6 separate regions of the Mus musculus genome follow, and regions 2, 3, 4, 5 and 6 are each linked to region 1. A link is a contact called in public HiCAR-type and promoter capture Hi-C data. All regions are on one chromosome and are shown on one strand. Each heading gives the region's core, a stretch centred on a gene start, on an enhancer-like site or on the middle of the called end of the contact. The rest is flanking DNA. Distances are from core to core; before and after follow the strand shown. Region 1 holds the start of Pip5k1c (phosphatidylinositol-4-phosphate 5-kinase, type 1 gamma). Region 2 holds the start of Palm (paralemmin). Region 3 overlaps Stk11 (serine/threonine kinase 11). Region 4 holds the start of Rps15 (ribosomal protein S15). Region 5 holds the start of Ndufs7 (NADH:ubiquinone oxidoreductase core subunit S7). Region 6 holds the start of Elane (elastase, neutrophil expressed).

The links. Promoter capture Hi-C pulls out the DNA fragments that hold promoters and counts their contacts. HiCAR-type assays count read pairs that join an accessible place to other places.
Region 2: a HiCAR-type map of astrocytes shows a contact between it and region 1, with 4 times the contacts expected there. The contact joins the promoter of Palm here to the promoter of Pip5k1c in region 1. A contact is called at or near these places in 6 of 39 promoter capture datasets (cranial neural crest, hematopoietic stem and progenitor cells, hippocampal neurons and 3 more), 3 of 115 datasets of contacts at active chromatin or transcription factors (astrocytes, embryonic stem cells and pancreatic cancer cells) and 1 of 9 other capture datasets (liver).
Region 3: a promoter capture Hi-C map of liver shows a contact between it and region 1, with 8 times the contacts expected there. The contact joins the enhancer-like site here to the promoter of Pip5k1c in region 1. A contact is called at or near these places in 4 of 39 promoter capture datasets (hippocampal neurons, liver and pre-B cells), 2 of 115 datasets of contacts at active chromatin or transcription factors (astrocytes and double positive thymocytes) and 1 of 9 other capture datasets (pancreatic islet).
Region 4: a promoter capture Hi-C map of liver shows a contact between it and region 1, with 2.7 times the contacts expected there. The contact joins the promoter of Rps15 here to the promoter of Pip5k1c in region 1. A contact is called at or near these places in 4 of 39 promoter capture datasets (the C10 cell line, cranial neural crest, hippocampal neurons and 1 more), 1 of 484 Hi-C or Micro-C datasets (B cells), 2 of 115 datasets of contacts at active chromatin or transcription factors (bone marrow-derived macrophages and pancreatic cancer cells) and 1 of 9 other capture datasets (liver).
Region 5: a contact with region 1 is called in a promoter capture Hi-C map of neutrophils, with 5 times the contacts expected there. The contact joins the promoter of Ndufs7 here to the promoter of Pip5k1c in region 1. A contact is called at or near these places in 5 of 39 promoter capture datasets (cranial neural crest, liver, neutrophils and 1 more), 1 of 115 datasets of contacts at active chromatin or transcription factors (pancreatic cancer cells) and 1 of 9 other capture datasets (liver).
Region 6: a promoter capture Hi-C map of neutrophils shows a contact between it and region 1, with 5 times the contacts expected there. The contact joins the promoter of Elane here to the promoter of Pip5k1c in region 1. A contact is called at or near these places in 7 of 39 promoter capture datasets (the C10 cell line, embryonic stem cells, hematopoietic stem and progenitor cells and 3 more), 2 of 115 datasets of contacts at active chromatin or transcription factors (embryonic forebrain and microglia) and 2 of 9 other capture datasets (adipose tissue and liver).

Annotation. Positions count from the first base shown.
Region 1 is chr10:81,291,178-81,294,397 of GRCm38.p6, reverse strand. Pip5k1c (phosphatidylinositol-4-phosphate 5-kinase, type 1 gamma) reads right to left here and starts at 1,435. Exons shown (of 18, transcript NM_008844.3): 1 at 1,246-1,435. The coding sequence starts at 1,339. It overlaps Tjp3 (tight junction protein 3), which reads left to right and starts at 3,131. Exons shown (of 21, transcript NM_013769.3): 1 at 3,131-3,220.
Region 2 is chr10:79,792,232-79,795,105 of GRCm38.p6, reverse strand. Palm (paralemmin) reads right to left here and starts at 1,534. Exons shown (of 9, transcript NM_023128.4): 1 at 1,366-1,534. The coding sequence starts at 1,370. It also overlaps a transcript of Prss57 not described here.
Region 3 is chr10:80,128,283-80,131,263 of GRCm38.p6, reverse strand. It overlaps Stk11 (serine/threonine kinase 11), which reads right to left. Exons shown (of 10, transcript NM_011492.5): 9 at 1,153-1,359; 10 at 585-1,008. The coding sequence ends at 1,166. Cbarp (calcium channel, voltage-dependent, beta subunit associated regulatory protein) reads left to right here. Exons shown (of 9, transcript NM_001195268.1): 9 at 1-830. Among named protein-coding and RNA genes, the nearest start is that of Cbarp, 7.6 kb to the left of the region's middle. Within about 2 kb of position 1,288, at least 5 of the 459 cell types and tissues checked have an H3K27ac peak or open chromatin away from gene starts, as enhancers often do. A contact at or near this core is called in liver, where this site is marked.
Region 4 is chr10:80,290,778-80,293,872 of GRCm38.p6, reverse strand. It overlaps Rps15 (ribosomal protein S15), which reads right to left and starts at 1,442. Exons shown (of 4, transcript NM_009091.2): 1 at 1,390-1,442; 2 at 1,013-1,098; 3 at 1-231. The coding sequence starts at 1,392.
Region 5 is chr10:80,247,926-80,251,226 of GRCm38.p6, reverse strand. Ndufs7 (NADH:ubiquinone oxidoreductase core subunit S7) reads right to left here and starts at 1,778. Exons shown (of 8, transcript NM_029272.4): 1 at 1,736-1,778. The coding sequence starts at 1,751. It overlaps n-TFgaa3 (a tRNA gene), which reads left to right and starts at 2,191; the gene lies at 2,191-2,263. n-TNgtt7 (a tRNA gene) reads right to left here and starts at 2,068; the gene lies at 1,995-2,068.
Region 6 is chr10:79,884,875-79,888,142 of GRCm38.p6, reverse strand. It overlaps Elane (elastase, neutrophil expressed), which reads right to left and starts at 1,831. Exons shown (of 5, transcript NM_015779.2): 1 at 1,745-1,831; 2 at 1,273-1,429; 3 at 1,019-1,160; 4 at 344-577; 5 at 1-226. The coding sequence starts at 1,808. The coding sequence ends at 26.

The DNA of each region.
Region 1 (3,220 bases), core at 186-2,685:
ACTGAGTGCCCGGAGCAATCAGGTTTATGGCCACTAAGGGCCCTGCTGTCCCCTGCACAATTTCTCCAGCATGGCATGGGACACCAGGTGACAAGCCCAGAAGGGCAGGTGGCTGGAGGCTAGAAGCAGGTTAGCTACCAGGTTCCCAATGGCATAGAAAAAAAAAGCTGAGCGCCTGGGGTTGAAGACCCCTGGCTCCCTGGCTCCTCCTTCCCTCCTGGTCTTCCATGAGGACAGCGAGGGAGAACCTTGGAAGCCTAAGTGAGCCCACAGAGACCTAACTCAGCTGTCAGCCACAGAGCACTACTGAGGGAGCCTAGAGTTCTGTGAATCCAGAAAGTTCCTGTGACCTCCATGGAGAAGGGAGTGTTCTGTTCTCTTTCAGCTGTGCATCCCGACCGCCCTGCATACAGACTGCAAACCCAGAGATGCTGCTCTTGACAAGGAAGGGGACACCAGGAAGCTGGGTGGCCCCACAGGGTCCAGGGAGAAGGGACTGGGAGGTTGGGGGATTGACGGGTCATCTGCTCACCCAGCCAGGACAGAGAAGACACCTCAACATCATTCCTTTATCCTTCCCCAGCCCGAATTTTAGAGGGAGGTAAACTGAGGCCAACATATCGGTGATCAGTGATGTGTAGCAGGGAGGGACCAGAAGGTGACAGTTGCAAGATTGACAGCCCAGCAAAGGGGGTCGCATGGAGGACACACTCGCCCTTCTTTGCCAGGCAGTGTCCGCAAGTGGGGTCCCCCATTAGAATGAGGGTGCTCCAGCATTCCCACACACTGTGGAGAAGCCACTCGCCACACACTCAAAGGGGCAGATATGACTTGCTTGTCTCTATCCCCTGCAGCAAGAAAACGGGTTCCCTCTATCTCCAAACCGGAGGACCGCTTCACTGCTACCGCATGCATCTAAAAGAGGCTCGCTGCATGCACACGCTGCCAGGATAAAGAGCCGCACCCACGCCCGCCTGCAGCTCCACCGTGTCACCCAAGGACCCTAAAATGGGCCGAGCGCTGCAAGCCCCGCATCCCCGGGTGGGGCGGTGCAGCCTCCCCGGCCGGAACGCTGATGCCCCCTCCCCCGCACACGCAATGGGAGAGCGCGTGAACCCCCGTGCCGCGCTTGAGAATGGATCAGCCCGGCAGGCCGCACCGCAGCGCGAAGCAGGCGGTCGAGACCACGCGCCACGGCGGGGGAGAGGGGCGAGCCCATCGCAACGACCAGGGGGATCGCATTACCTGCCGCCGCCCCACTCTCCGCAGACCAGGCCGCTTCCGCCGTCACGGCCCCCGCTTCGGCGCTCTCCGCCTCGTCCGGCACCTCTAGCTCCATGGCCGAACGCTCCGGCGGCGGCGGCGGGCCCGAGGATGCACCCGAGCTCGGCCGCCGCCGCTGAACAACAAGCGCCGCCTGCACTACAGGGCGGAGGGAGGGGGCGGGGCCCGGGCGGAGCCTGGCGTCGACGCGAAGCTCCTAACCAATTGGATATAAGGACTGGGCTTAGGGCGGCACACACTCAAGGGAGTTGCGAGCGCCCTCCGGCGTCCGGTGCAGGAAGAAACGTGTTCACGTGCGGTATGGGGGCGGAAGGCGGGGCCTCAGCAAAGTGAGGAACCTGACCAATTAGGTAGCAGGGGTGGAGCTAAAGTGAAGTACGACTCACCAGCGCCTCCAAGCGTCCATAGAGGGATGAACAGACCAGCTCAAACAAACCAGAGCGTCTGCAGGGGACCGAGATGGGGCGTGGTCTAGAGTCTACTACAGCCAATCGGATATCAAGGGGCAGAGCCTAGACATGAGGCTCAGGGGCACCCTAGGCGGACACTACACGGAGGCAGAGGCAAGCTAATCTAAGACTAGCCTGGTCTACATAGCAAGTTCCAGCCTAGCCAGGGCTACATAGGTGGGACCCTATCTTTGAAAAAACAAAACCCCAAAACTAAAACCAACAAAAAACCCACAACTGGGCAGTGGTGGCACACAGCTTTAATCCCAGCACTCTGGAGGCAGAGGCAGGTGCATCTCCAAGTTTGAGGCCAGCCTAGTCTACGAGATCCAAGAACTCAGAAATCCTCCTGCCTCTGCCTCCCCAGTGCTGGGTCTGAGTTATCCTCAGCTATATATTGATTTAAAGAGACCAACCTGGGCTATAGGAGTGTGGGCGTTAAAGAAATTTATTACATATATTAGAAGTGTATTTTACTACTGTCATTTTATCGCTTTACAACATAAGTTATCAATAAAAATAAGCATATGTCATATTGCAAAATAATAAGATGTATGTAATATATATTGTTTGTTGTGTTTTTGAGACAGACACTCCAGTCTGAGCTTCCTCCTTGCTAGGACAGGCGTGGACCATCCGTTAAGACAATTGCATCAGAAAGAGCGCTTTGGTGTGTGGTGTGGACAGAACTTGACTTAAGCCTGGGCTTCCAAAGTGTGGTCACTGGAGCCCAGTAACAGCACCTTCTGAAAGCGGGTTAGAAGCCTGAATCTGAAGTCTTCTTGCCGCAGGAACTAAGATGGGGTCACCAACTCCTCCAGCGATATGGACACCTGATAAAAGCTGAGATCTCTTTGGGCATCACAGGAAGGAACTAGGTCAGGAGTGCTCGAATTAAGAGGAAGCAAAGTTCAAAAAAAAAAAAAAAACCAAAAAACCAAAAATAAAGTCTGAAACTGGAAAGTCACAAGGGGTCAGGTGTACAGACAGGGAAGTCAATGCCAATAGAGTAGATAATGATCTTGGGTGTGGCTAAAAGGTGTGGTATGGCCTACAATTCCCCAGTGAGGGGGCTGGGGACGTAGTCAGGGGTGGAGTTCCCGCCTAGAATCCCATAGTAATGAGCTGGGCTGTGGCTCCATGAGAGTTTTGATTATTCCAGTGTCCCCCCTTGTGATGAAAGCTGGAAGCTTGACAGCGGGTAAGTTGCAGCGCGAGGCACAGCCCATTCATCCCGTAGGATGCTCAGTGTTTTGTGAGCACCTACTCTGTGGTGTAGATGCTGTGGGGTGCAGGGCTAGCTAGGCCTCTCTGGGTACTCAGGGGTTAAGGCCTGTCTGGCCACGTGAGAGCACCTTGCGACTGAGCCACAAACCCTCCCACCTGCAGGCCGGCCTCTCTTGCACTCACAATTGCGCACAACCTGCACAGTCCTGCCGGTTCCACCCGGCAAAGGGACTCGCCCACCGTTCCTTCCACTCCGCTTT
Region 2 (2,874 bases), core at 285-2,784, 1.5 Mb after region 1:
CAGAAACAACCCTTTCATCTGCTGTTCTGGGTGGGAGGTTCTGTCACCTGCCCACTGACCACAGCCACACCCCACACCCGGGCCTGGCCCCCCACTGTCAGAGGCTCTCTTGGGCCAGGCCAGCAGAACAGATAAACAAGCCAGGGGATGTGGGGCAGGCAAGTGCAGGCCCTGGCTCCCCTGAGCCCCTGGCTGGGCTCCCGGGGCAGGGCGGAGGAGCAGCCAGGCCTTTGTCTGGGCTTTCTGAAGTAAAGGACGCCAGGGCTGGGTGTCAGCCTTCTTGGCCAGGGAAGGATGTGACAGCTCCCACCCATCGGAGGGTGTGGCGGGTCACGGGTTAATCCCAAGAGGAAAGTTGTCTTGCACAAAACACACCCAGAGAGGGAAGGGCAGGGGGAGCGGTCACCAGCCAAGTCGGGCTGGCCAGACTGCTCTGTCCCAGCCCTGGCTTCGGTAAGGACAGGCTCCCTGTGTGGGATGCCCCAAGACACCAAGCAGGCAGATTTGTGACCTAGAAGATGTTTTCCTACCACCAGGCTTGTCAAGCACCCCTAGACCACCTATCTTTCCCACCTGTGGGAGTAAGGGGCTTGGGGGACACCCTCACGTTGCCCAGAGCGGGCTGCATGCCTGAACGGGCCCCGGTGCGTATGAAATCTTCCACTGCCCATCGCTTCGCAAACCCACACAAACAGACCCCAGCTCACTCAGACTAGGTTTGGGGACTGGGTTCCACCATCATTTTCAACCTCAGTCAGCCACTCCTTTGAGTCACACCATCTGGTCCCCGCTTTTTCTGGGAAGGGGGAGGGGATACTCTTAGAGGGAAAGGGGGAAATCTGATTAAAGCTTCTGTCAGGGAACCGCCCGCCTAGCTCTCCACAGAAATCTACCTCTCCAGCCAGTGGCAACTCAGGACATCTAAGGGGTCGGAATTGGTTTGGCCAAGAGGCTGCGGACCCAGAAGAGGCCACGAGGAGGGCAGAGCGCAGGAAGGACCGACAGAAGCGCCAGGAGCAGCAAGCCGAAGCTGGGGGAGGGGAAGCGGGGAGCACCCAGCCTCTTGAGTAAGGGTCCCATTACTTCCGAAGTCCCGCAGCCTCTTGGGGGGGGGGCGCCCACCCACAGGTGGCCCAGCTTGGATAAAGGGTCTTGCGCGCGCGTGGGCCTCTCTCCTTTGCATCCTGCAAGAGATGTGTGGTGCAACCCAGGTGCCCCCCCCTCCAGCTTGATTGGGGACCAGGCCTGGAGTGCGCGGCCCAGCTCGATCCTTCCCTTTTGCAGCTGGGCACGGTCTCCCCGCGTCGCCTCTAGGTTCCCCGTTGGGGGCCTGGGGCGTCAGAGCGCGCGCGGCCGGGTACTCACTCCATCTCCCGCGAGGTCCGTGGGCGGTGCAGCGCGGGGCAGGGCCGACTCTAGGGCCTGGCGGCCGGGGCTGTGCGGCGCGGGGGCGGCACCGGGGCGGGCATCGTCCCCAGCGCGCCGGGTATTGTCCGGGCGCGGCCGGGTGGGCTCGTGTGCGCGCCGCCTCTGCGCGTTCCCTGTATCCCTCGCGCCCGCGCGCGCCTCCTGCTGGCCGCAGACGCTCCGCACCGCGCAGCTGCACCCCAAAACGTCGCAGAGATCCCGGACCCAGTCACCCTGAGTTCTCCATGGAATGAAAGGAGTCCTGATATAGTTTAGGGCCCCAAGTCGGACCCCCGACCCGCGAGAGAGCCACAGCAGCAGCTCTTGAGGGGGTTCAGTTCCTGCACGAGGCCCAGCCTGGGCCAATGGCTGGATATGGTTTACTGAACTCAGGAGTTTAGTCAGCCCTGTGATGCTGCCAGACTGAGCAAAGGGGTATTGGGTGAACTTAGACTTTGTTCCCAGGGCACTGGAGAGCCACAGTAAGAAAGACATAGGGCCTGTCTCCCTCAGAGAGTGCACCATGTGACTTTCTGCCTGGACTGCAGCTCCTTGGCCTTAGACACTCACTGGGCCTTGGGGCAGCGCAGGGAGAGTGAGTCACAAAATTCGCTTCTCTGATAGAGTCGTTGTCCTTTGGTTTGGTTTTGGAGACTGTATGCTCACTTTGTGTGCACGTGGAGGTCCCAGGACATCTTCCACTGCCTTCCTGCCAAGCCACCCACTTTCCCTTGGACTTCTTTTGAAATTATGTAGACTAATATGTAGACTAGGCTGTCCTGAAAGTACCCACTGCCTTAGCCAGGCCTGCACCACCACACCTATCTTCCCTGGGTTTGGATCTGGGCTCACCGGTATAGTGGTGTGTGATTCTGTGTCTGTTTCTCAGCCTTTTCACCTCTCTGCCCATCCCACCTCCTCAGATGCTAGAGGGCTAACGGTGTCGTCTCACCTGGACACACTGAGGGTCAGGCGAACTTTTCAGATAAAAGGCCAGATAGTAAACACTGCCAGCATTGTTGGCCAGGTGGTTTGTGTTGCAAGGACAGTACACTTATCATGAACACCAGAGGAGCTGGAGGAGATCTGTGAAGTGGTTCTGTGTCAATAAAACTTTATCAACATTGATGGGCTCTATGCTGTGTGTCAATAAAACTTTACTGACAAAGACAGGCTGAATGCTATATTTTGCTGAGCCTGCATTATTAGATGCTCAGACTGACAGCTGGTATCTTCCATGTTCCTGGACCACTGTCTTTTCAGTCAAAAGAGAATGACTGAGTTCTTACTGTATGCTCTGGGGATTCAGGACACTATCTTTGTCTCCTAAGCAAGTGAGTTAAGATTTAGGGCTGGTGAGATGGCTCAGTGGGTAAGAGCACCCGACTGCTCTTCTGAAGGTCAGGAGTTCAAATCCCAGCAACCACATGGTGGCTTACAACCATCCGAAACAAGATCTGACTCCCT
Region 3 (2,981 bases), core at 39-2,538, 1.2 Mb after region 1:
GCTGCTTCTCCGGCAGCACATGGGGCTGCTGTGGGAATGGTGGCAACAGCGGGAGCAACCTGAGGTGGCCGTGCATGGGTACACGGCCCCCAAATCCCAAGTGTGCACATATAGTGTCCCCTGGGCACTTAGCGCAGTGGCCTCCGGAAGCAAGAGGCTCCAGGACCCAGGCTCAACTGCAGGGAGGATGACGAGACTGGACTCTCCGGTCCATATATGGTTGACCCCAGCACCCAGCCTCTGGCCACAGATGCTGGTGGAGCAGGTTCTGAGGTGCATGTGCAGCCTCCCTCCAGGATCAGCTGACCCTCCACTCGTGAGCACTGGCAGGCAGTAACACTGCCTGCCACTGTGTGAGCGAACCTACTGGAGGTGAAGTGACTGTGGGGCACTGAGGATCAGAGAGGAGCTCGCCGCCCCATATTCTGAGTTGATTTACCCTGTCCATGGTATGCGCTCTACCTTTCCTCTCTGAGCAATAACCGACCGCGCCTGCTCTCTGCATGTGCACAGGCTCCCCGTCTCATTCCTCCCCGAGAGCCTTGGGCTTTGGACACAACGGACAGAACAGCCCAGGTGGCAGCTTCAAGTTTCCCAAGCTTTATTTATTGCCAAAAGATAGGGCAGACTCGCTGTGAGTGCCTGCCCACTCCCTGCCCTGCGCCCTCTGTGGTTGGTCGTGTTGTCTGGTTAATCATAAATGTCTCTGCATATTTGTTTGCTCTGGGTTTTCTCTGCAGGCCACCCTGTGCCCCGCCTGCTCCATATTTCCAAACACCCTCATAGCCATAGCTCAAATCCACCTGTTTTATTAAAAAAAAAGAAACCAACCCAAAGACAGCGAGGCTCGCAGGGCGGCATGCAGGCAAGGCCGGCCAGTGGTCTCGACATAAAGTGCTTCTGGGGCAGCAGGTCCGCCCTCGGCTCCAACGTCCCGAAGTGAGTGGACAGGCAGGCCTGGAAAACCCAGCCTTGCAGGGACACCTGCCCAGAGATCCTGATGACACACTGTTGGTAGAATGGGTGGTCACTTAGTACCACCTCAACCACCAGACCTTCCCCCTTGCAGCACTGCCCTACGGGAAGGAGCTAGGAGCCCAGCAGACACCCACTGTGAACACCAGGGATGGCTGGACCCAGGCCCATGCCCACCTGTAGGCCTCAGTCACTGCTGCTTGCAGGCCGAGAGCCGGCGGATCTTGTTGCTGGAGCACACCTTGCGCGCAGGGTTGGCGGTGCCAGGTCGGCCTTCTGGCTTCACCTTGCTGCTGAGCTGGGGCTCTGTGCCATTCACACAAACAGCCTTGGGCAAACTGTGGCTCTGTCCATTCTGACCCACTTCCTCTTCCAGGACCTGTCCTACGGGAAGATGGCAAGCATAGCTTGAGCCAAGGGGCAGGTAGCTCAAAGCCCCAGGGCCCAGCCAGCCCCAACTGTGACAGAGGCTGGTCGGAGGTGCTCTAGCCTCTGGTGCCACCCACCCCTCAGTAGCTCCAAAGGCAAGCAGGCCCACTGCCTTCACAGTGCTATGCCCTGGCCCTCCTGCAGCATGCCCACGCTCACCTGCCTGTCTAGCCTGGGCAGCCCAGCACCAGCTCACAGAGCTCTCCAAGGGAGAGGCTCTAGACCCTCAGTACAGGCACAAGGAGATGAAGCATTCGGCCTGGGAGCTACTAGCTGCGATGAGCACCGGGAAGGAGATCATCCAGCTGAGGGCTGCAGACCAGCTTGCTCTGTTGGCCTGCCCTCGCAGTGGGACAAAAGATGGCCTCTCCTGAAGCTTCCCAGGCTCCAGAGGTCAGTGTCTACATGTAACTCCACAGTCCAGTGCTTGGCAATGCGGCTGTGGAACCCAGCACACAGCCCACTGCCCACGCTCCTGGATCCAGAATTTCTCTCCCAAACCCTCTGACTTGGCCACACTAGCAGCACCCACTCTGGCTCACTCTGCATGGGACTGAGGCTTGAGGTCAGGTGGACTCTGAGAAAGCATCTGTCCCCTCCTCCACACAAGGCACTGAGTAGAAAGCCCCTGTCCTGTTGCTGCAGAGTCCGACCCTCATGCCAAGTACAGAGGGATCAGGCTATCCTCAGAGCACGGTCACTTCACTCTGTGCAACACTACCCCATTTGACAAATGGGCTCCATGGCCAACCAGTGTCCCCAGACCCTTGCCTTCCTTCAAACCACAGCAGCCTTAAGGGTCCCTCATGCAACCAGCACCTAAGTACATCTTCTCCCCAGCAGAGAAACCAGCTCTCAGCCAGGAGCCCAGCCTGTGGGACAGTCTAGACAAGGGCTCCACGTGACAGAGTAGAAGACACTATTCCCACATAGGGATGCTTTAAACCTTAGAAAGGGCTGTGGCCAAGGCCCATACTGGACATCAGGTGTATACCTGTCCTTGTGGATTCCACCTGGCACCCAGCGGGCACTGCTATTAGAACTCTCAATTGCTACAGGAGACACAGTAGCCCAAGGTCCTTACCCTCCCACCAAAGCTATTTGAAAGGCCAGGAGCTAAGTGGGACTGGCATGCAGGCCACAGGAACAAAGGCCCCAAGAGCCCCTGGCTGGTGGCCACCCTGGCACTGAGGACCTAGCTCAGGCCTTGGACCCAGGCATGTTCTCTGAAACCCTGGTGGGGAGCCTGTCAGGGTAGTGACAGGAGGGAAGTCGCGGCAAGCATCCACCTGCAGACACAGTGGACAAAGCTTTATGGAGGACATGGGTGGGGCAGCAGACAGGGAGCTACACTAAAGCCCCAAACCCCTCCTCGGGCTCCTCTCCAGGAAGGCCTGCGCCCTGGCTCTTCCACATGCATGTGTCGCATGCATCCTCGCTAAGCCCTGCCTCGGCCGCCTCCTCGACACCTGGGGAAGAAGGCGATATAAGGTCAGGCATGGCCAGGACCGAGGGCCACTGGACCCTCCCTCAGGTGGCTGTCTCAGGGCCCCTACCCACTGCCCTCCAGGGTTCCC
Region 4 (3,095 bases), core at 193-2,692, 1.0 Mb after region 1:
ATCTCCACCTGGTTGAAGGTCTTGCCGTTGTACACGCCCACCATGCTACCCACCATCTCCGGCAGGATGATCATGTCCCTCAGGTGCGTCTTCACCACCTCAGGCTTCTCCATGGGTGGTGCCTCCTTTTTGGCCTTTCTCAAGCGCTTGAGCAGTGAGTGTTGCTTCCGCCGAAGACCACGGTTCAGGCGCCTCCTCTGGCGGGCGCTGTACAGCTGCATCAGTTGCTCACTGTGGGAGAAGGGGGTGGTTTGGAGACCCGGGGACAGCATGCTGCGCCAGCACTGCTCCATTTCTTTCACACCCAGAAAGGAACATGCCGGGAGCTCACTAAAGACAAGTCCTCCATAGCACTGCCGTCAACCTTCAGGGCACAACCCTCTAAAATGAATCCACCAGCTTCCACAGGCAGTGACGTAAGCCGAGATCAAACCTTTTCCTTTGACAGCCCACCCAGACAAATTACCTATCCGTGGTTGATTTTCCCCAAGGTCACAGGGAGGCCTGTGAGCCCAGTCAGCGGGAGACTGAGGCAAGGTAGTTCTGTCTACATAAGACTGTCGAACACTGCACAACTGTAGCAGGGGCCGAGTTGAGGTCACAATCTAGAGCGCTTGCCTAGGAGGCTAGGACGCCCCGAGTTTGATGCTCTGCACCGTGATGGTGACCCAAACATTAGGGAGGTTGAGAGGATCAGGAGTTCGAGGAGAGCCTGGGCTACACGGGTCCCTTTTTTTTTTTCCGACTCAAGAGTTTCTCTGTGTAGCCCTGGCTGTCCTGGAACTCGCTCTGCAGACCAGGCTGGCCTCGAACTCAGAATTCCCCTGCCTCTGCCTCCCAAGTGCTGGGATTAAGTCGTGCGCCACCATTGCCCGGCACTCGAGACCCTTCCTTGCCTCTCCCATGTGACATGTGCAAAGGTTCTGGCTCTATTTCCAGCACCACCCACAGAAAAGGAAAATGTACAAACGGGCCAGCGACCCGGCGGGACTAAGGTGACGGGGCCTCTTACTAGGACATGTCGAGCAGTTGGTCGAGGTCTACGCCACGGTAGGTGAACTTGCGGAAGGTGCGCTTCTTCTTCTGCTCCACTTCGGCCTGCGTGAGCGCGAGTCGGGGTTAGCAGGGGCTCGGCAACCTTACCCGGGAGCCCAGGGACCTGAGCTGCGCGAGCCGCGCTCCTCTAAGCTACGGCGGACGGGCGAGGGGACACACAGCCCCGCGGCCGCCCGCAGCCATCCGGGCCCTTCCGCACCCGCCATCCGCAGTCTCCGGGCACCCGAGCACATCGCTACATCCCCAGGCAGCGAGTCCAGAGTCTTGCGAAAGGGCCCCGGGAGGATGGCGACGGATACCCGGGAGCACAGACCGCCGTGCACGAATACTCACCATCTTGGCGGTTACTCGGAAAAGGAAGTACGGGCTGCGCTTGCGCAGTTATCGCGAGCTCTGCCGGGAGGGCCCGCCTCCACCGCTCAACAGCTTCCGCTCTGCGGATACTCGCCATTGCCCCCCGCTGTCCGGAGGCCAGAGCAAAAGCGCCGCTACCCTCCGGAGGGGCGTGGCTCCCTTTGGGGTTTTTGTTAGTGTGTCTGTCTCTCTGTCCCTGGTTTTCTTTGTCTTCTCTGTCTCTGTGTTTCTGCCTCTCTCATGTACAAGGTCTCAAGCAGTGATTCTCAACCCGTGGGTCACAGCCTCTTTGGAGGTGGCATATCAGATATCCTGCATATCAGATATTTACAATTATGATTCCTAATAGCAAAATATATACATACATTTTTGGGGGAGACGGAGGTTCAAGACAGGGACTCTGTGTAGGCCTGGCTGTCCTGAAACTCGCTCTGTAGAACAGGCTGGCCAGAGGCTAATCCCAAGTGCTGGGATTAAAGGCGTGAGCTACCACCTCCAGGCTGTCTGCTTTTCTTGTGGGATGTGTGAGCCTACCACCTCAAAAGTGAGTGGTTAATTAGAAGACAACTTGGAGAGATCAGTGCTCTCTTTCCACCATCCTGGGACTTGGCTTTAGACTCCCTGACCCAGTGAGTGTTTCGTTTTATAATAAAATAGAAGCCAGGTGTGATGGCACAAGTCTTTGTCTTTTTTTTGTTTTGTTTTTTCGAGACAGGGTTTCTCTGTATAGCCCTGGCTGTCCTGGAACTCACTTTGTAGACCAGGCTGGCCTCTAACTCAGAAATCCACCTGCCTCTGCCTCCCAAGTGCTGGGATTAAAGGCGTGTGCCACCACGCCCGGCAAGTCTTTGTCTTTAATCCCAGCTCTTGGGCTACACAGAGAAACCCTATCTCAAAAAACGAAAAACCAGAGAGAGAGAGAGAGAGAGAGAGAGAGAGAGAGAATATGAATGAATGTTGGAAAGGAAGCCGCATTTTCTATTTTTGTTTTGTTTTGTTTTGTTTTTCAAGACAGGGTTTCTCTGTGTAGCCCTGGCTGTCCTGGAACTCAATCTGTAGACCAGGCTGGCCTTGAACTCAGAAATCCGCCTGCCTCTGCCTCCCAAATGCTGGGATTAAAGGTGTGCACCACCACGCCCAGCTCCAACATTTTCTCTCTTATCTAGTGTTGGGGGTTGGAAGGCTAGGAGGAAAAAGGTGGAGAAGGATGGAAGAAAAAGAAGCCCACGAAGTAGCAAAGTCCAGCAGAGGCACGTGTAGCACACAGAAGGCAGAGCGGTCTGTGAATTCCAGGCCAGCCAGGGATGCATAGAAAGACCATCCCTGTCTTTAAAGAGAGAGGAGAGGTAGGACAGTAGTGGCCAGGACAGCCAGGGCTGCATAGAGAAACATCATGTGAAAAAACCAAGCCGGGCATGGTGGCGCACGCCTTTAATTCCAGTACTCTGGAGGCAGAGGCAGGTGGATTTCTGAGTTTGAGGCCAGCCTGGTCTACAAAGTGAGTTCCAGGACAGCCAGGGCTATACAGAGAAACCCTGTCTCGAAAAACCAAAAAAAAAAAAAAAGAGAATACTCCCTTGGGCCGGGCGGTGGTGGCACACACCTTTAATCCCAGCTCTTGGGAGGCAGAGGCAGGCAGATTTCTGAGTTCAAGGCCAGCCTGGTCTACAGAGTGAGTTCCAGGA
Region 5 (3,301 bases), core at 529-3,028, 1.0 Mb after region 1:
GACTACTGCAGACTCTAGACTTTCTGACTGAGTGGCACACACCAGGCCTGATCTTCCCCATCTAAAAACTTAAGGCTTTGGATAAACTTTCAGCAAAGTAAATGCCCTACTAAGTGGCTGGAGGTGCCAGCAGCAGGTGTTTGTTTTAACTGGCATAGGGTCTCTTTGTGTTGCCTAAGCTGCTTCTGAACTCTGACCTCAGGAGAGCCTTCTGAGCAGCTAGGACTGCATGAAGCACAAGTCTGGCTCAGACCAGATTTCTGTGCTGTCATGCTGGGAATGAAATGTGGGGCCCTGAACACATTCAGTGAATGTTTTAACACTGGACCACATCTCCAGGCCTCCTCCTCTTCCTGCCTTTTAAAATGGTATTACTATGTATCCATGGCCGGCCTGGAACTCCCAGAAATCTTAGTGCCCTTCTTTTGAAGCAGGGATCCAGTATAGCCCAGGCTAGGCTCATCCTGCCTCAGCGTCCCAAGGGATGGGATCACAGCTGTACAGTACAATGCCTTACAGCAAACATCCTCCTTGTTGTCTCTAAGGTGTTAGTTTCTCCTTCAAATAGGACCACAGTAAGGTCTATTAACTGTCACCAGCAAGATCACAGCTGAGCCTGAGTGAATTCAGGCGCCAGCAGTCAACACCACGAATCACCAAGCCCTCCACTCTTCAAGGGGGCTACATCACAGCTGGGCTGGGTACAGTGGTGGGGTCTGTAACCCCAGCAATGAGAGACTGTAGCAGGAACATGAGTTTGATATGACTCTAGGCCACACAGGAAGACCCTATCTTTAAAAGAAAAAATAATGTTGGGTATAGTAGTAAGTCTGTCATCCTAGTATTTGGGGTCAGAGCCTGGAGGATCAGGAGTTCAAAGTCAGCCTCTTATACATGAGATCCTGTCTCCAAAGCAGGCATTTGGGGCTGGAGTTGTGTTGGCAGAGTCCCTGCCTGGCATGCACCAAGCTCTTAGTTCCATCCCTGGTGCTGTATAAATGGGCTTGACTGTGCACACCTGCCATCCCAGCATTAGCAGTGAAGGCATTCGGATGAAGCCTTCAAGATCACCCACAGTATAGAGTTTGAGCTAGGACCCATCAGACACTGTCTCAAAGCAACAACAAAACACAGAAGGAGTTAGACCCGACTTCCTGAGTTCTCCCACTCCTTATGTTAACACTGCAACCTGCTAGGCGATGGGAGGTTCCACTTAGCAACTGTCGCTCACGTCTACCAAACTGCACAGGTGTTTAATCCCTGTACATAAAGAGAAAGACACCAAAGCTTTGGCAGGGAAACTAAGACATCTGCTCTAGAGGCCCTTGCTAGCTGTCCAGGTTGGGGATGAGATGGAAAGAGCCACCGGGTGGGTGGCCTAAGTGTCCTGGGCCTCTCCCCTGTCCCACTCTGTGCTTCGGGGACATCAGCCGGGTTTCTGCAGTCAGCTTCCTGAGGTTGGAAGATACACAGGCCTCAGCGTTCCCGACTATAATCAGGGACGATAGCAGGAGGCCTGCAACTTGCTATGTAGACCATGCAGAACTGTGTAACGTGAATTCAAACATGCTTCGGCCTAATGCTAGACACCGACATTACCGAGGGCTGGGATCTGACCTATAGGTCTCTACGGTCCCAACGCCTCTCAACACTAGGCTTGGGCTCCAAGGTCCCCGCAGCGCCAGCTCGGAGCCCAGGACTACGCCACTCTCCCGACCGCAAGGGCTTCACTCACCCGCCAGCGCCGCCATCTTGGCCTCGGCCTTCAGACAACCTCTGCGGTCCGTCCTCCAAAGAGTTCCGGTTCTAGTCCAACGCCCAAATAGACACCAGCGGAAACCCGCACCACAAGCCGAGTGGTTCTGACCCGCTTTATACCTGTGGTCGCGTCCGCGCAGAGTGCGCCACGGTCGTCCTGTGACAAACAGGAAACAGCGACAAAATAAAGAACTTCCACTTTATTCAGTATTAGGGAATGAAAAAGTCGCTGTGGTCGTCCCTGGGTGGGCTCGAACCACCAACCTTTCGGTTAACAGCCGAACGCGCTAACCGATTGCGCCACAGAGACGACATTAGTCAGCTGCTTATAGTATAACCCTACAAGGTTTGACAGACAAATTGTGAAGTGCGCTTGCGCGCTAAAGCAATGGCACGGGGCGGAGGGAGGGTGTTACCGACAAACAGCGCGTCGCCGAAATAGCTCAGTTGGGAGAGCGTTAGACTGAAGATCTAAAGGTCCCTGGTTCGATCCCGGGTTTCGGCAAGTGTTTTTAACTCATTGATGAACCTGTCTTCCGTTTTTGAGATTTTTGATTCGTTTTGAACCACAGTCTTGAATTAGTCCAATCCAATGTTGAACTTTTACGTTCTATTTACATATTAGCAATCAGTCCTGCATTCTTCCAATTAATAGGTCTAAAGCCATTACTGACTATGAAATGTAAAAGTATCGGGGTGAATTGTTTACACACCTGTCAGACTAGCACCCCAGAGAAGCAGGAGGATGTGTACGAGGACAAGTTCTTCCTCTCAAAAAGCCAAAATTATTATTGTTGTTGGTAATGATGTTGTTAAGTAACTTTTTTTTTTTTTTCTTTTTTGGTTTTTCGAGACAGGGTTTCTCTGTATAGTCCTGGCTGTCCTGGAACTCACTCTGTAAACCAGGCTGGCCTTGAACTCAGAAATTCACCTGCCTCTGCCTCCCAAAGGTAACATTTTTTTAAAATGGCTCAGCAGAGCATTGGTTCCTCTTTCAAAAGAATGGGAATTCAATTCCCAGCATCCCATAACCTTCTAAAACTCCAATTCATGGGTCTCTGATGGCTCTTTTGATCTCTCCAGGCACCAGGCATGCATGCAGTCAAAACACCCACACATAAAATAATAAAGTAAAATGAATAAATGTAGGTGGTTAGTGAGCACTCTCTCCTATCACGCAGAAGACCCTGGTTCCACCTCGGCACCACATAAACAAGGCATGTGTGGCGTGCCTGTCATTCCAGCCCTGGGGAGGTTGAGGCAGGAGAGTTAGGAGTCCTTGGCTAGACAGCAAACTCAAGGCCAACCATGATAATGAGAATGATAAAGGTCTGAACTGGTTCAGTGGATAAAAGCAGTTGACTGCTGCTAGACCTGAGTTAGATCTCTAGATCCCACAAGGTGGCAGGAGAGAACTGGAGTCCGAAAGTTGTCCCAGGCATGGGTACCAATGGCTCATGCTGCACATTTGCATGAGCACACACACTCGCAGACACACACACACATGAGCACGCACACACACATTATCCCTGCCTCTTATTTC
Region 6 (3,268 bases), core at 582-3,081, 1.4 Mb after region 1:
AGCGGGGTGGGAGTGCAGACAGGTCCTAGTTGGTCCTGCCCTCTCGGTCTTTGGGATGGGTAAGAAGGTGGTCATTATGGCTTCGGATAATGGAATTGATCCAATCTGCAAACTCAGCCACAGGGGCGAAGGCATCTGGGTACAATCCAGATCCACAGCCTCCTCGGATGAAGGAGTCAATGCCTTGGACAAGGTTGTTACAGACCAAGGGTCCGCCAGAGTCCCCCTGTGGAGGCGTCCATGTCAGAGGCTGGATCTCTAGTCATCCCCTACCCATGCTCCAGCACTGGGAAGTCCTCCCTGGGGTCCGACTACTATCCCTGCTGCTGCAGAGGGTACTTACGAAGCAGATGCCTGCCTGCCGACGTGGCACCAGAGTGCATACGTTCACACGACGGCGGCACATGTTAGTCACCACTGTCACATTGAGCTCTTGTAGCACACTGGGTGATGGTCTGTTTGTGCCCAACCTGCCCCAGCCCATGGCCAGACATGGAGTTCTGTCACCCACGCCCTGGCCCTGGGCAGGCAGCTGGGCCACCTGCACGTTGGCGTTAATGGTAGCGGAGCCATTGAGCTACAGTGGAAGACACGGGGGGGGGGGGGGGGGGGAGGCATAGAACACCAAGAAGTCACAGAGCACAGTTTATAAGAACCCTCCCCACTTTCCTTAGTACCTGACCATCAAGTGGTGAAAAAATTTAAGAACTAGAGGAAGACGTGAGTATTTTCCAAGAGTTCCCCAAGCTTCAGGGTCAGTGTGTGGAAAGGCACAAATAAGAGTTTGTTGGTTGAATACTGCTCAGAGCTTTCTGTATATTATCTCATTTAAGCCTTCAACATTCAGCCCACAGAATAGTTAATTCTCCACTGTGCTGAGCTGGAAACAGGCTCAGAGGGTGATGACTGCAGTTGACCCAGTGTGTACCTGTCCTGCAGCCTGTTCTGCAGTGCACTCTCCCTAAGCTGACCTCGGGACCTTTGCACGAGGCTCAGGTTCCTGAACTGGCAGGCCCACCTGGATAATCACAATGTCGTTCAGCAGTTGTGATGGGTCAAAGCCATTCTCGAAGATCCGCTGCACAGAGAAGGTCTGTCGAGTGCGCTCCTGTCGCCGCAGGTCATGGGCTCCCAGCACTACCTGCACTGACCGGAAATTTCTAAGGGCAATGGAGAGGGAAGGAGAATTATTGGGAATGCCCACCTGACCTCTTGACCCCAGTCTGACCCGCATGGACATTGAGGGCTAAGAGGGGAAGGAAGGGGACTCACAGGCCGTTCACACAGTGGGCTGCTGACATGACGAAGTTCCTGGCAATGAGGGTGGCACCACAGAAATGACCTCCACGCCTCTGCAGGGATGCCATGAAGGGCCAAGCATGGGGCCGGGCCGGCCGGCCACCAACAATCTCTGAGGCCAGTGCTGGGCCTGAGAACACACAAAGAAGAGTGAGCCCTGAGCTGCTGGGGCCCTCAGTGAGAACTCACAAGGCTGGCTAGGGAAACTGAGGCAGAGAAAAGACAAGGGACCTAGCCCAGGTTGCCCTTAGACTTGAGACCCAGTGCCTTCACAGTAACCACCCTCAGGCTTAGAACCCCAGTTTCCTTAGAAACCCAGTTTCCTGATCGTGGCTTTGCCATTATAAACCTTCACATCTTTTCCTGGGGTCCTGGCAGATGTGCAAGTAGATGAAAGAGATGGACCAGAGGTCAGAAGGGTGGACATGTGTCTGTTTGCACTCACCACCCAGGAACAATGCCAGTAGCATGGCAGCCAGAGTCCGGCTGGATAGTCTGCCAAGGGCCATGGTGGGCTGTGTTCTCGCGGCTCCCCACATCCCTACCTAACAGCCATACTTATAGCTGGAACCAGAGGCCGTTGTATTGCCCCATCCTGGCCACAGCCCTACTTCCTCCCTGGGACACGACAGTGGGGGTGTCATGGAGAGATGTGTGCCCCTCAGGGTCTCCATGTCAGCATCATCCATGCTGCTGAATACCAATGAAAACTCAGCAGACATCCATCTTCTTTTTTTTTTTTTTTTTGGTTTTTTTCTTTTTGGTTTTTCGAGACAGGGTTTCTCTGTATAGCCCTGGCTGCCCTGAAACTCACTTTGTAGATCAGGCTGGCCTCGAACTCAGAAATCCACCTGCCTCTGCCTCCTTCTTTTCTTTTTTTTAAAAATGGGATCTCAAAAAAAAAAAAAAAAAAAAAAAAAAAGAGCCGGGCTTGGTAGCGCACACCTTTAATCCCAGCACTCGGGAGGCAGAGGCAGGCAGATTTCTGAGTTCGAGGCCAGCCTGGTCTACAAAGTGAGTTCCAGGCCAAGGCTATACAGAGAAACCCTGTCTTGAAAAACAAAAACAAAAAAACAAAAAAAAAACAAAAAACAAAAAAAACTTAGGGCCAGGTAGTGGTGGCATGTACCTTTAAAATCAGTACCAGCGAGGCAGAGGCAGAGGCAGGTGGAGCTCTGTGAGTTTGAGGCCAGCCTGGTCTACAGATCTAGTTCCAGGATAACCAGGGCTAGACAAAGAAACCCTATCTCAAAATTAAATAAGTAAATAAATATATAAACAAACAAACAAAATCTCACGTAGCCCAGGCTAGTCTCAAACCCTTAATCCCCCTGCTTCCACCTCGTGAGTGCTGGGATGATGGTGAGCACCTCCGTGCCCACTTGGTGCCCTAATCTACAACTTATATCTGAAGGCCAATCTCTCTGCCTCAGTTTACCTCAGGTATAGTAATAACAGCAACACATACCTATAAAAGAGTTTCTGTGTGTGTGCATGTGTGTGTGAATATATGTGTGCATGAGTGTGTGTGTAGCCAGACTTGCCTGGAACTCACAGAGATCCACCTGCCTCTGCCTCCTCAGTGCTGGGACTAAGGGTGTGAACATCTATTCCCAGGACAGTGGGTCTTTTTAACCTGGGGTTCAGGACTAGACAGCACATGGCAGCCAGCTCAGCCCCTAATTTATGGCTTGCTCCTCATGACACACGGTCCTGCCTGACCTTATCCAAGCCTGGCACCCATGAGAAGGAAGTGCTGTCCTCAGCAGTTGCCTGAGTGTGGTTGCTGTGTGAGACTGAGTAACTGCTAGATCCTTGGACTTCCATTCACAGCTGCGACTGAACCATTGTTGGGAATTGGGCTGCCGACTGTAAGTCATCAATAAATTCCTTTACTATCTAGAGACTATCCATAAGTTCTGTGACTCTAGAGAACCCTGACTAATACAGAAGTTGGTACCAGGAGTGG